Regions from separate parts of the Hordeum vulgare genome. Here regions 2 and 3 are each linked to region 1. Evidence: chromatin contacts called from public Hi-C data. All regions are on one chromosome and are shown on one strand. The core of a region is the stretch at or near the end of the contact, and the rest is flanking DNA. Distances in the headings are between cores, read along the strand shown.

Evidence for each region. A called contact is a pair of places that touch in the nucleus more often than the background predicts.
Region 2: a contact with region 1 is called in a Hi-C map of leaf, with 2.8 times the contacts expected there. The contact joins the promoter of LOC123448947 here to the promoter of LOC123448943 in region 1. A contact is called at or near these places in 1 of 6 Hi-C or Micro-C datasets (leaf) and 1 of 1 datasets of contacts at active chromatin or transcription factors (embryo).
Region 3: a contact with region 1 is called in a Hi-C map of leaf, with 2.3 times the contacts expected there. The contact joins the promoter of LOC123448946 here to the promoter of LOC123448943 in region 1. A contact is called at or near these places in 2 of 6 Hi-C or Micro-C datasets (leaf and seedling) and 1 of 1 datasets of contacts at active chromatin or transcription factors (embryo).

Annotation. Positions count from the first base shown.
Region 1 is chr4H:457,507,383-457,511,001 of MorexV3_pseudomolecules_assembly, forward strand. It overlaps LOC123448943 (probable RNA-binding protein ARP1), which reads left to right and starts at 1,764. Exons shown (of 6, transcript XM_045125996.1): 1 at 1,764-2,105; 2 at 2,184-2,391; 3 at 2,482-2,638; 4 at 3,186-3,225; 5 at 3,324-3,591. The coding sequence starts at 1,905.
Region 2 is chr4H:458,347,447-458,351,065 of MorexV3_pseudomolecules_assembly, forward strand. LOC123448947 (L-ascorbate peroxidase 1, cytosolic) reads right to left here and starts at 1,729. Exons shown (of 9, transcript XM_045125999.1): 1 at 1,500-1,729; 2 at 1,224-1,398; 3 at 1,069-1,134; 4 at 172-220. The coding sequence starts at 1,618.
Region 3 is chr4H:458,283,760-458,287,378 of MorexV3_pseudomolecules_assembly, forward strand. It overlaps LOC123448946 (mitogen-activated protein kinase 5), which reads left to right and starts at 1,811. Exons shown (of 5, transcript XM_045125998.1): 1 at 1,811-2,264; 2 at 2,525-2,654; 3 at 2,760-2,897; 4 at 2,997-3,513. The coding sequence starts at 2,113.

The DNA.
Region 1 (3,619 bases), core at 514-3,013:
GCGTTCGTATAACTCTGAAGATGGATCGGTGGAAGACGACAGCGGCGGCCTATGAGAGTGCGCCGGATCGGTGTGTGCCCTAGACTCGGCAATGCGGCTTGGTTAGGGCCTCCGGTTTTAGATGTTAGGCTATGGTGCGAGGTATGTTTCGTATTCGACTCGGACTATCGGCACCCCTTCATCAAGTGGATAGGAGTAACGACACATGTTGTCAAGATGGTGGCTTCAGATTTAGTAATGTATTACTTTGTAAGGTCTTTGTGACTAATTAATGAAGTGGTTGCATGCATCGTTCAAATGCAGAGACCAGGGTCTTCCTCCTTTTTAGAAAAGAGATCCTCCTTTCATTAGTGCACCTTCCTCATAATGCCTTGAACATTGTTATCATGTGATGTTGGATCTTATAGTTAGTAAGAAATGACAAAAATTTCAGAGCAGCATCACCACATCTAAATACCTGAAAATACTATTTGAAAGAGGTATTTGGGCAGCACAACTTAAGGCTAAACAAATCAAGGCAGAAAACAAAACATATATTCCCTCCGTCCCAAAAATAAGTGACTCAACTTTATACTAAAGTTAGTATAAAGTTTAGTCACTTATTTTAGAACAGAGGGAGTACAACTTAATTATTTCCATGTGTTACTAGAACATGAGTTGGATGATTTTGTTTTGTTTTATTTTTTATGCTTGTAAATACTGCTAATTAATGAAATTAACGTAGAATAATTGTTCTATGCTCTAGGCTAAAAAAAAATATCCAGCAAACTCACTATCGCACTGCTACTTTGTCCGGTATATATATACGCCTGGTGTATGATGACAGTCTCATGTTATCATGTCAGCTAATATATACGCTAACACGTTGAATCACGTGCTACAGAATGTCTTTCAGGTGTATGTGCATCGCTTTCTGGTGAATTGTATACTTGCATGAAACTGTATTCGATCCCTGGCGGCTGGCGCTTTGTTCAAATATATATAGTACATACTCCCTCCGTTCCTAAATATAAGTTTTTCTAGAGTTTCAACTAATGGACTACATATGGATGTATATAGACATACTTTAGAACATAGATTCATTCGTTTTGCTTCGTATGTAGACACCTAATGAAATATCTTAAAAGACTTATATTTAGGTACGGAGGGAGTACAACTAGTAAAATACCAAGAAAGTTACATAAAAGGCCACTTTTGTGAACCGCCAGTAAAATTGCTCCGACTGATCCTCTTAATTAACCTCCCCACGGCACAAGATTACAGCAAGATAATGCAAGAGAAAAGGCGCGAGCACGTTGTGTGGAAAAGGCAAACTGCGAAGCCAGCTGTCTCCACCTTGTCTTACAGCTCTCTCTCTCTCTCCCAGCACTGCTAGTGTACATACAGTACGGATCTCTGCTGTCAATGGATCGTCGGAGAATACCAAAAACGAGAATGGGTATTTTTCACCTAAACTAGATCGGTTCTTTTCCATTTTTAATGGTTCATTCCTACATAATGGAAAACCTTTTATCACCCTCAACCGGATCTACACAGCCAGGCCATTTTTGTTCGTTACACTGGACAGGACACCGGCAGAAGAGGTGACGTGAGTAGCATCTCTCTCTCTCTCTCTTTCTCTCTCTCTCCATGGCGCAGCGCAGAGGTGCCAGGCTAGAGGAGCAGTGGACCAGTCCGACAGACGAGTAGTAGCGCTCCTGTTTCCGTTATCCGCCAACCAACCACCCCCCCCCCCCCCCCCACCCCTCCACCCTCGGAGTTGTAATTTGTAAACTCCGGTCTATATAAAAACCCCGGCTAGCCTCCTCACCAGTCGCCACCCCGTCGTGCATCGCCATTCAGCTCCATCCTCTTGTTGCGTCGTCGAGGTCGGCACGTAGGCTAGCCGGAAGAAGAGGCCGGACATGACGATGCTGGGGCAGCCTCAGCAGGTGCAGCCGGCGGCGGCCTTCGGGGACACCACGCTGACCAAGGTGTTCGTGGGCGGGCTGGCGTGGGAGACGCACAAGGACACCCTCCGCGAGCACTTCGAGCGCTTCGGCGACATCCTCGAGGCCGTCATCATCTCCGACAAGCTCACCGGCCGCTCCAAGGGCTACGGCTTTGTCAGTCCCTTCCCTCCAACATTGTCATGCATGGCTGTGGTATGCTGGCTTCTAACGCGTTTGCATGTAACATAACAGGTGACGTTCAAGGAGGCGGATGCGGCCAAGAAGGCGTGCGAGGACGGCACGCCGGTCATCAACGGCCGCCGCGCCAACTGCAACCTCGCGTCCCTCGGCGCCAAGCCGCGGCCCCAGCCGCCGCACCTCCTCCGCCCCTCGCCGCCGACCACACCGGCGCCGCACCACATGCCCGCTCTTCCGTCCCCGCACCACCAGCCCGCGCCAGGTACGTACACACGCGCAGCCAGTTGTTACTTACTGCTGCCAACGCGCGTACTGACGGGTGATCACATGGCTTCCCCCAATTAACTAGCAGCCATCGCGGTGGGGTCCAGGGGCGTGTCGCCGGTGCCGTGGTACTACCACCCTTCCACGACGCCGCCGCCGCCGCCGCAGGCCGCGCACTACGGCCACGGCGCCCACCAGCAGTACCACGGCGTCCTCCCGTTCTACCCCGCCGCCGCCAACTACGGGTACGTACGCACGTCGCATCCTAGCCGCACCTCCTGCCTCACGTATCTTCTTCCTCCTCGCCAAGTGAGCAACAGCTCCGCGACGGCAGTGCTTTCAGACTGCCGGCGCCTCGCGTGAGTTCTCTGTTACGTAGTACGAGGATTCGTGTCCGGCGGCGGCGGCGGCTGAGCGTGACCGGCGCGTGTCGCGCTGCGTTTAGGCGGCCGGCGAGGCGGCGTGGTCCCCGGCCGTCAGCGGGGGTGGGGGCTGGACGGCTGGTTGCGTGGGCACATGCGCGGCAGTGGCTCGCAGCACGCGACGCGACAAGGGAAGCACGGGCACAGGCTGGACCTGGACCGGACCAGCTGCCTCGTCGTGCTCTCACGTGCCCACGTGCCGGCCTGCACGGCAGCAGGGAAAAAGGTTCACATAAAAGAAAAGAAAATTAATTTACCCGATCTGCCTTTCTCTGTCCTGTTTTTACAGCATCAATATTAAACTGACTGCATCTCAATTTTTTTTTTACAAAACTGACCACTGATTTGTCTGCTTCCTGTGTTCATTCAGCTACTCCCCGAACTACGTCACCGACCTGAGCTACAACGCGGTAAGTTACCTAACAAAATTACTACTGTACTGTACCATGCTGCAGTGCCACTCATAGTAGATCGAGAATTAACGGCTGCATCTGTGACGTGACAGCAGAAGCTGGGCCAAGCGGCAGCGGCGCCTGGCGCGGGCGGGCCCTACATGCAGCCGCAGGGTCACTTCTCGTACCCGGCGGCGGCGGCGCAGGGAGGCATGCTGGCGCCCAACGGCATGATGCCCGTGTACCCCTACTATCACTACCACCACTACCACGCCTCGCAGGGGCTGGGCGTCCCGGCCGCGCACTACTTCCCGCCGGTCTCCGCCGCCGTGCCCACCGTGCCCGCCATCATCTCCAAGCCCACAGTCATGCTGCCTCCCAAAGGTAACCAACTTCGTCGTCTCAAAGCTAC
Region 2 (3,619 bases), core at 479-2,978, 840 kb after region 1:
GGAAAATAAGTAAGCAATCAAAGCAAGATTACCATTTACAATCATTTCACAACAGTATTAACTCTTTCTTTCTTTTTTGAGAAGACAACAGTATTAATTCTTAATATTTGTTTCATAGTGATTACTTCTTTTCTATTGGAAGAAAAAAAAAATGTAAGGTTGGAATGGTACCCTTGGTAGCATCAGGGAGGCGACCCTCTGGTGGGGGCTGAGGCTTGTCCTGTAAAAGGCACAGGTTAAGTTAAAATGTGCTCAGCTAAGCAATTACAAAAAATAAAAGACTATAACCAAGAGTACTAAGTACATGTGCACATCGATTATCATACTCCTATATCATAGCGGAAGTGTCAAAACTGCTAGGCTCAAAACTTAACTTTACTGTACGGTCTTCCTGACTGCACGCAAAAAAGTTTTAACTATAATAAAAATAAGATTAATTTTGTTTTCTTGGTCATTTCTATTTCATTGAAGCCTGCAATGACATTACCATCAGGAACATAGGAACCTCACCCATCCAGAGTTATTCGTGGCAGGAAGCTCTAACAGCATAATTCTACTACAATTTTGGTAAATGCTTGTTGCACAACTCACACAAGAATGTGAGCCAACAAGAACTAATACCTAGACAAGAAACATTACATATCACAGAATTTGAACTGTATTACGGTCACTAATTAATTGTCGTACATTTGAGGATATTATATAGCTCTAAATTTGAGATAGCAAGCATATAAGTCAAGATAGCACAAACGTTGCCGCCCACCAAAACCACTTGATTAGGCCGCGCGTCAGGATCAACACATACGCTGGTGGTATCAGACAACTCCGTGGTGTTCCACGAAATAATAAAAAATATATGTTGTGCCAAACAAATTAGCCGGCGGATATAGACTAATGTGGTACCAAGAGCCACCAACCCAAACACGAAATCACATGATGACAACAATACTGCTTGCTAGTGAAAAGCCTTTAAACTCGGCTTCAGCAACCTATCCACACCGTTCCTGCCTAAAACCCTGACACAACTGCAAAGAAATTTTGTATTGGTAAAGGTTGAAGAAATCTCACCTCCCTCCCTGGGTGGAAGGGGATCACGGGTCCACCGGACACCTCCACGGCGACAACTCCCGCAATCTACACGGAGGGGAAATGAAACATCAGAAACCACATCCAGTCGACCGAATCGGGACCGTCAACCAGATCTAACCGAGCGCGCGCCGAACCTGGTAGAGATCGGCGTAGGAGATGGTGGGGATCTCCTCCTTGATGGGCTCGAGCATCCGCACGGCGATGTCCAGGCCCGCGTTGGCCGCGTGCGCCTGCTCCGCCGGCTTCTTCATCGTCCCGAACGGGCCGCCTGTCTTGGACGACACGTCGAAGGTCCCAGCCGAGTGCCACCTGCGCGAGGAAGACCGCATAACGCGACAGATCAGGCCATGAAGAGAAAAACACCCCGCACGCGCGAGGGGAGGTGAGGGGAGGCCGGCCGGGGCGCTTACGCGAGGCGGAGCATGAGCGGGGAGCAGTTCTTCTCGGCGATGAGGGCGCGGAGCTTTTGCCTGGCCTTCTCGACGGCCTCCAGGTACTCGGCGCTGACGACGGGGTAGCTCTTCACCATGGCTGCCGCGGCTGAGAGTCCGATCAGGCGGGGAGGGGAGGGGATGGCTAGGCAGAAGGAGAACTGGCGGAAGAAGACAGCGAGGCGTATGGGGCGAATGGAAGCCACGCTCCCCCGGGGGTTTATATCGCCGGTGCAGGGGACAAGGGAAGGGAAGGTTCTGGGAGGGCGGCTCTCGGCCGTTGATCTGGGGCGATCGGGCGGTGCGAATGGCGGTCCATTTGGACGCGCGTGATAGGCACGCGAGCAGCCATGGCCAAGTGGGGGGTAGGAGGGAATCGGCCGTGCAGTTACGATTATGCCCCTGCTTTGCGGCGAAAGGAGGAAGGTGGTGCGGCTGTTCTGGTCATTTCGCTGGGAGGCCCGCGCTCTTCGTCTGCGAGTAAACGGCGACGGTTCACGGCTTCGCGGGCTGGTGGGACACGTGGCGTGAGCCGGTTGGTATGGAGTGGACCCGGGTCCGTCATTGCTGCCTCCGGTAACGCACGCTGTCCCGCTGTTCCCGGCCCAGCCTCTCGGGTAGTGTGCCTGGCCTCATCCATCCGCGTCGGCCTCCCATCAATGTTTACCTTTTTCAGTTTTCGCCGCGTACTAGTGTAAAGTTGTGTTCCTTTTCTTTTTTTTCTTTTTCTCTCGTGTGCAGATTTTAGTGCATATGAGATTCACAAGACTACACAACTGGTTGCACGTCTTTTTTAACACAATACAGATGCAAGCGTTTATATACATACACATATATTCATTTTTATAAATATATACACGTACATCATATCTTTATGAACACCTCAGAAGTCTGAGCTGACATGTCATCTTGAGATTTACGAAGTCACCGTAGACGCGTCGTCGTCCACGGTAACGTTTCCTTCCAATGAAAACGTATCGTCGAAAATCCTGAAATTGATACAGGAATAATGCAAGCACCAGAACTTTAACCGTGATGAATTAGGAATATCACGGTCCCTTTAACCATTCAACCAAAGATTGGTTTGCAACTGGTTGTAGGTCTAGCAATGCCAAACTCCAAAAGACCCGAAAACATTCATGAAAACGAAACTCCAAACTCCAAAGGATCACTCGAAGAATACGGATACTTAAGGCTGCCATTAAACAAGCAAGATGAAATGCATGCAAACCAATCGATATTCATTAAGAGCAATTCCACAAAACAGCGATCAAAATGAACATGTGCTTTATCCGTATTTATTCGTTTAGATCGGTCTGGCAACCATTCGTTTGTAATTGTGTCGACGCTTGCGGCCAAATCGGCCATGAACCATTTTTGGGCGACCCAAGAAAAACATAATAATTTTTTTGAAAATGTAGAAATCATGAATTAAATATTAATGTGGGCCTTGAAGGTCAATGATAGTCCCATGAGTCCACATTACGTTAAACAGAAAATTTAATAAACAAAAAACAAGGAGGCGCGCTGCCCTAGGCGTCCTCCTCGCCGTTGTCGTCGAGGCCGGTGAGGTCGACGAGCGTCGGTGTCGGGCCAGCCCACAGAAAGGTCGTCTCCCAGGCGGCGGCGACATCGTTCGCATGTGATTGCATCGGCGCTAGCTGGGTAGCACGTCGCTCCTCCTCCTCCTCAGCTTCAGCCTCGCGCTCCATCAGCTCGATCCTGTAGGGCCTCTGCGCCATCCTTCGCCACCCGCCGCTGTCGTGAGTGCTCTAGGTAGGGCGCCTCTTGCTCCGGCGTCACACCCAACCAAACGGGTGGCACGCTGACCCACTCGCGCACCACCCCGTCCGAGGCGTCCAACTCAGGCCTGAGGACCAACAACCCTGGCCCGGTCTTCGCACGGGACGGCGGGGCCAGCGGCGGCACGACTGTGTCGCTGGCAGCGAAGAGGGTCATGGCTTCCGTCATCTGCTTCCGGTAGGCCGCCGCCTCCTCCTCCTCCTTGAGGCACGCTTCCTCCTTGCTTGCACACGGGACGGTCGCCAACGTGTTCTGGTACGTGGCCTCCGCTTCTTGTTCTTCTTCTCGCACGATGA
Region 3 (3,619 bases), core at 561-3,060, 780 kb after region 1:
TTGTCTATTAGGAAAAGTCTTTGTCACTTTGACAAAGATACATTGTTTATTACATTTAAAACAATCAAGCTAGGCGGAATGACATCCCCAAAAATGGTAGAATTTGATCTATTAGCACACCACGTCGCAATGTTGTTGTTTCCGATGTTGCCGCATCAAGTAGGTGTTCGAGGGGCCAACATGTCACACTTAGGGCTTCTCCCTTATCGTTATGTACTACCGCTCCCACACCTCATGAACCATCCTCCATCAAAGCAGCATCAAGTCTCAACGTATGCGTGTTTTTGGGTGGTTTGCTCCACATTATTTCATGTGTTTTAGCCCTACATTATGTCTTGATGCTTGGATAATTTCCCCCAACCAAGTTCTTTTTAGGGAAACGACATGACTCTGCAGTGTATTTTTACTAATTTTATGAAGAAAAAAAGGGAGTTTGGAAGGAAATTAAAACTATACAAACAAACCAGCAAACAGCAAAAAAGTTAGATAGGCAGAAAGAAAGAAAGCTATACACAAGATCTAAACTAAGCTAGAGTTAGAGAGTAGTATACAAGTGAGGTCTGGGGTAGGCTCAGAGCGTGATCAGGTGTGGACTTCCCTATCCTAGTCTTGGCCTTCGGCTCTACCGAGGAGTGGTGGTTGCGGGCCAGGGAGAAGGTGCACAAGAATGCTAAGAGGAACTTCGAGACGGTGGTTATTCTGGTGCACTGAAAGCTTTGGAAGGAGCGCAGCGCCCGAATTTTTGACAACAAAATTTCCTCGGCTTTCCAGGTCTTCCAGTCTATCCATGAGGATATTCTCTCCTGAAAATCGGCCGGTTTGATAATCGATCTTGCTTAGCCGTTGGTTGTTATATTTATGAGGTTTTGCTTCTGTAGTGCTCAGTCTAGATCGCATAGACTATAAAACCTTGTACTAATTATGTTCCTTCTAATAAAATACAGCTGCGGCCCTTCGAGAGTATACAATAAATAGAGCATCACGCATCAACGGAAAGCTTGAACCCAATCTTCAAAAGATCATAGTCCTTCCTGTGAGTCATGTAAATGATCCATTTTAGCTTCTCCTTGAATTTCCTTCTGGAAGTGTAGCATAAAGGCTAGACGATACACTTTCAAAAATAAAGTCACTCCTTGTGGCCCAGACAGCTTATAGGAGACCGTAGTTATGATTTACACAGCAAAAGGTACACCGAGGAGTTGCTTGAGGTGAGCAATTCCACCCCAACAAAAATTGCTTACCACAGTAAACCTTGTGGCCTGCATGGGCAAGAGAGAGAGAGAGAGAGTAACGAATCACTCACGGCGCGCGTCCCCTCCTTGAACGGGACGCAGGACTTCCGTCTCCGGATTTCGAGCCTAGACTTCCCAACCGGAGCGTTTCCACGGTGCCGAAGAAAAGCCAGAGAGAAAAAAAAACCGGTGGGTCAAATGGCACCACACCACACCACACCACACCGGAGCATGACTCGCCAAGCAAATAATAGCGCGTCGGCTACTACCATCCATCCGCTCCGTCCCCATCGGCCCCTGGATTTCCACGCCCCTGCGACACGCGCAATCCACACAAACTGACAGCCGCTGCCCCACCCGTCAGCCACGCCGCTCCCAGCCCAGCCCGATCCGGTTGGTGCGTGCAGCGCGCGTCCATACAAGAGAAGCAGCAGCAGATACCGGTTGACCGTTGACCCTTCCCCAGCCGTCCGATGAGCGCGCTGCCACGAGACGGACTCCATCGGACCCTCCGTCCGTCCCGGCACCATCCCCTCAATTCCCGGGCGATACGCGCAGAAAAGAGCCAGAGAGACTGCGCGCACCAGCACAGCACAGCAGCGGCGTGCGTGCGCGCGCGCCCGCTCTCGCTCGCTTTCTCGCTACCTTCCTTCCTCGGCTGGGCCGAGAGCATTAGCGGAGCCGCCCTTCTCTATTTATAATTCTCCCCTCTTCCACCCCTACAAGAATCCAGAGCCAGGACAAAGTCAATCATCAGCTCGGCCTCATCCCCGTTGCGCTTGGCCTGTGATTGGGTTTTGGGAGGAGAGGAGAGGAGAGGAGAGGAGGGGAGGGGAGGGGATTCTTGGCTGATCTCGGTTTGGTTCTTGGCTGTTTGAGAATGGACGGCGCTCCGGTGGCCGAGTTCCGGCCGACGATGACGCACGGCGGCCGGTTCCTCCTCTACAACATATTCGGCAACCAGTTCGAGATCACGGCCAAGTACCAGCCGCCGATCATGCCCATCGGCCGCGGCGCCTACGGGATCGTCTGGTACGTTCGCCCCATCTTTTCCTCCTCAATCACCACCGGTTTCTTGCCAGGTTTGTTCTTCAAGCCGTTGCTGCCCTGATCGGAAAACAGAGGGGGATTAGTTCGGGCCATGGGGAAAGATAGGATTAGGCCAATTCACTCCTTTCTGTAAACAACAACACTAGTTTAATACTGTATGTGTTGATCTGTCGGTGCTCTGTGGTTGGTGGTTGTTTAACCAATCTGGTCCTGAAATTGCACTTGTGGTTGCGTGGGCACAGCTCGGTGATGAACTTCGAGACGAGGGAGATGGTGGCAATCAAGAAGATCGCAAACGCCTTCGACAACAACATGGACGCCAAGCGCACGCTCCGGGAAATCAAACTCCTCAAGCACCTCGACCACGAGAACGTAAGCAACATCTACCTCTTCCGCTTCAGATGTGCGTATGCATCTCACTGAATTCGACAATTCAGGGCTAACCTGTTACGCTGTATTGATGGACACCACACGCAGATAGTAGGCCTCCGAGACGTGATCCCGCCGGCGATCCCGCAGTCCTTCAACGACGTCTACATCGCCACTGAGCTCATGGACACGGACCTTCACCACATCATCCGTTCCAACCAAGAACTCTCAGAAGAACACTGCCAGGTACTACTCCATACTCTGAATGAAGAGCGATTTTTTTCATATTTCGTGACGATTTGATCCGTATATTCATGCGCCGTGGTGTTCTTGGGTGGCTTCCAGTACTTCCTGTACCAGCTGCTGCGCGGTCTCAAGTACATCCACTCGGCGAACGTGATCCATCGCGACCTGAAGCCGAGCAACCTGCTGCTGAACGCCAACTGCGACCTCAAGATCTGCGACTTCGGCCTGGCGCGGCCGTCGTCGGAGAGCGACATGATGACGGAGTACGTGGTCACGCGGTGGTACCGGGCCCCGGAGCTGCTGCTCAACTCCACCGACTACTCCGCCGCCATCGACGTCTGGTCGGTCGGCTGCATCTTCATGGAGCTCATCAACCGCGCACCGCTCTTCCCGGGGAGGGACCACATGCACCAGATGCGGCTCATCACGGAGGTGATCGGCACCCCCACCGACGACGACCTGGGCTTCATCCGGAACGAGGACGCCAGGAGATACATGAGGCACCTGCCGCAGTTCCCTCGCCGGCCGTTCCCGGGCCAGTTCCCCAAGGTGCAGCCAGCCGCGCTCGACCTCATAGAGCGGATGCTCACCTTCAACCCGCTTCAGAGGATCACAGGTGCGTGCGTCCCACGTCCGCGTCACTCTGCTTTGATCTTCACGTGTCAATTTCGTAGCGCCGTGTTTTTTTGACTGGCTTTGTACGGCCAGTGTTGGGGTCAGTG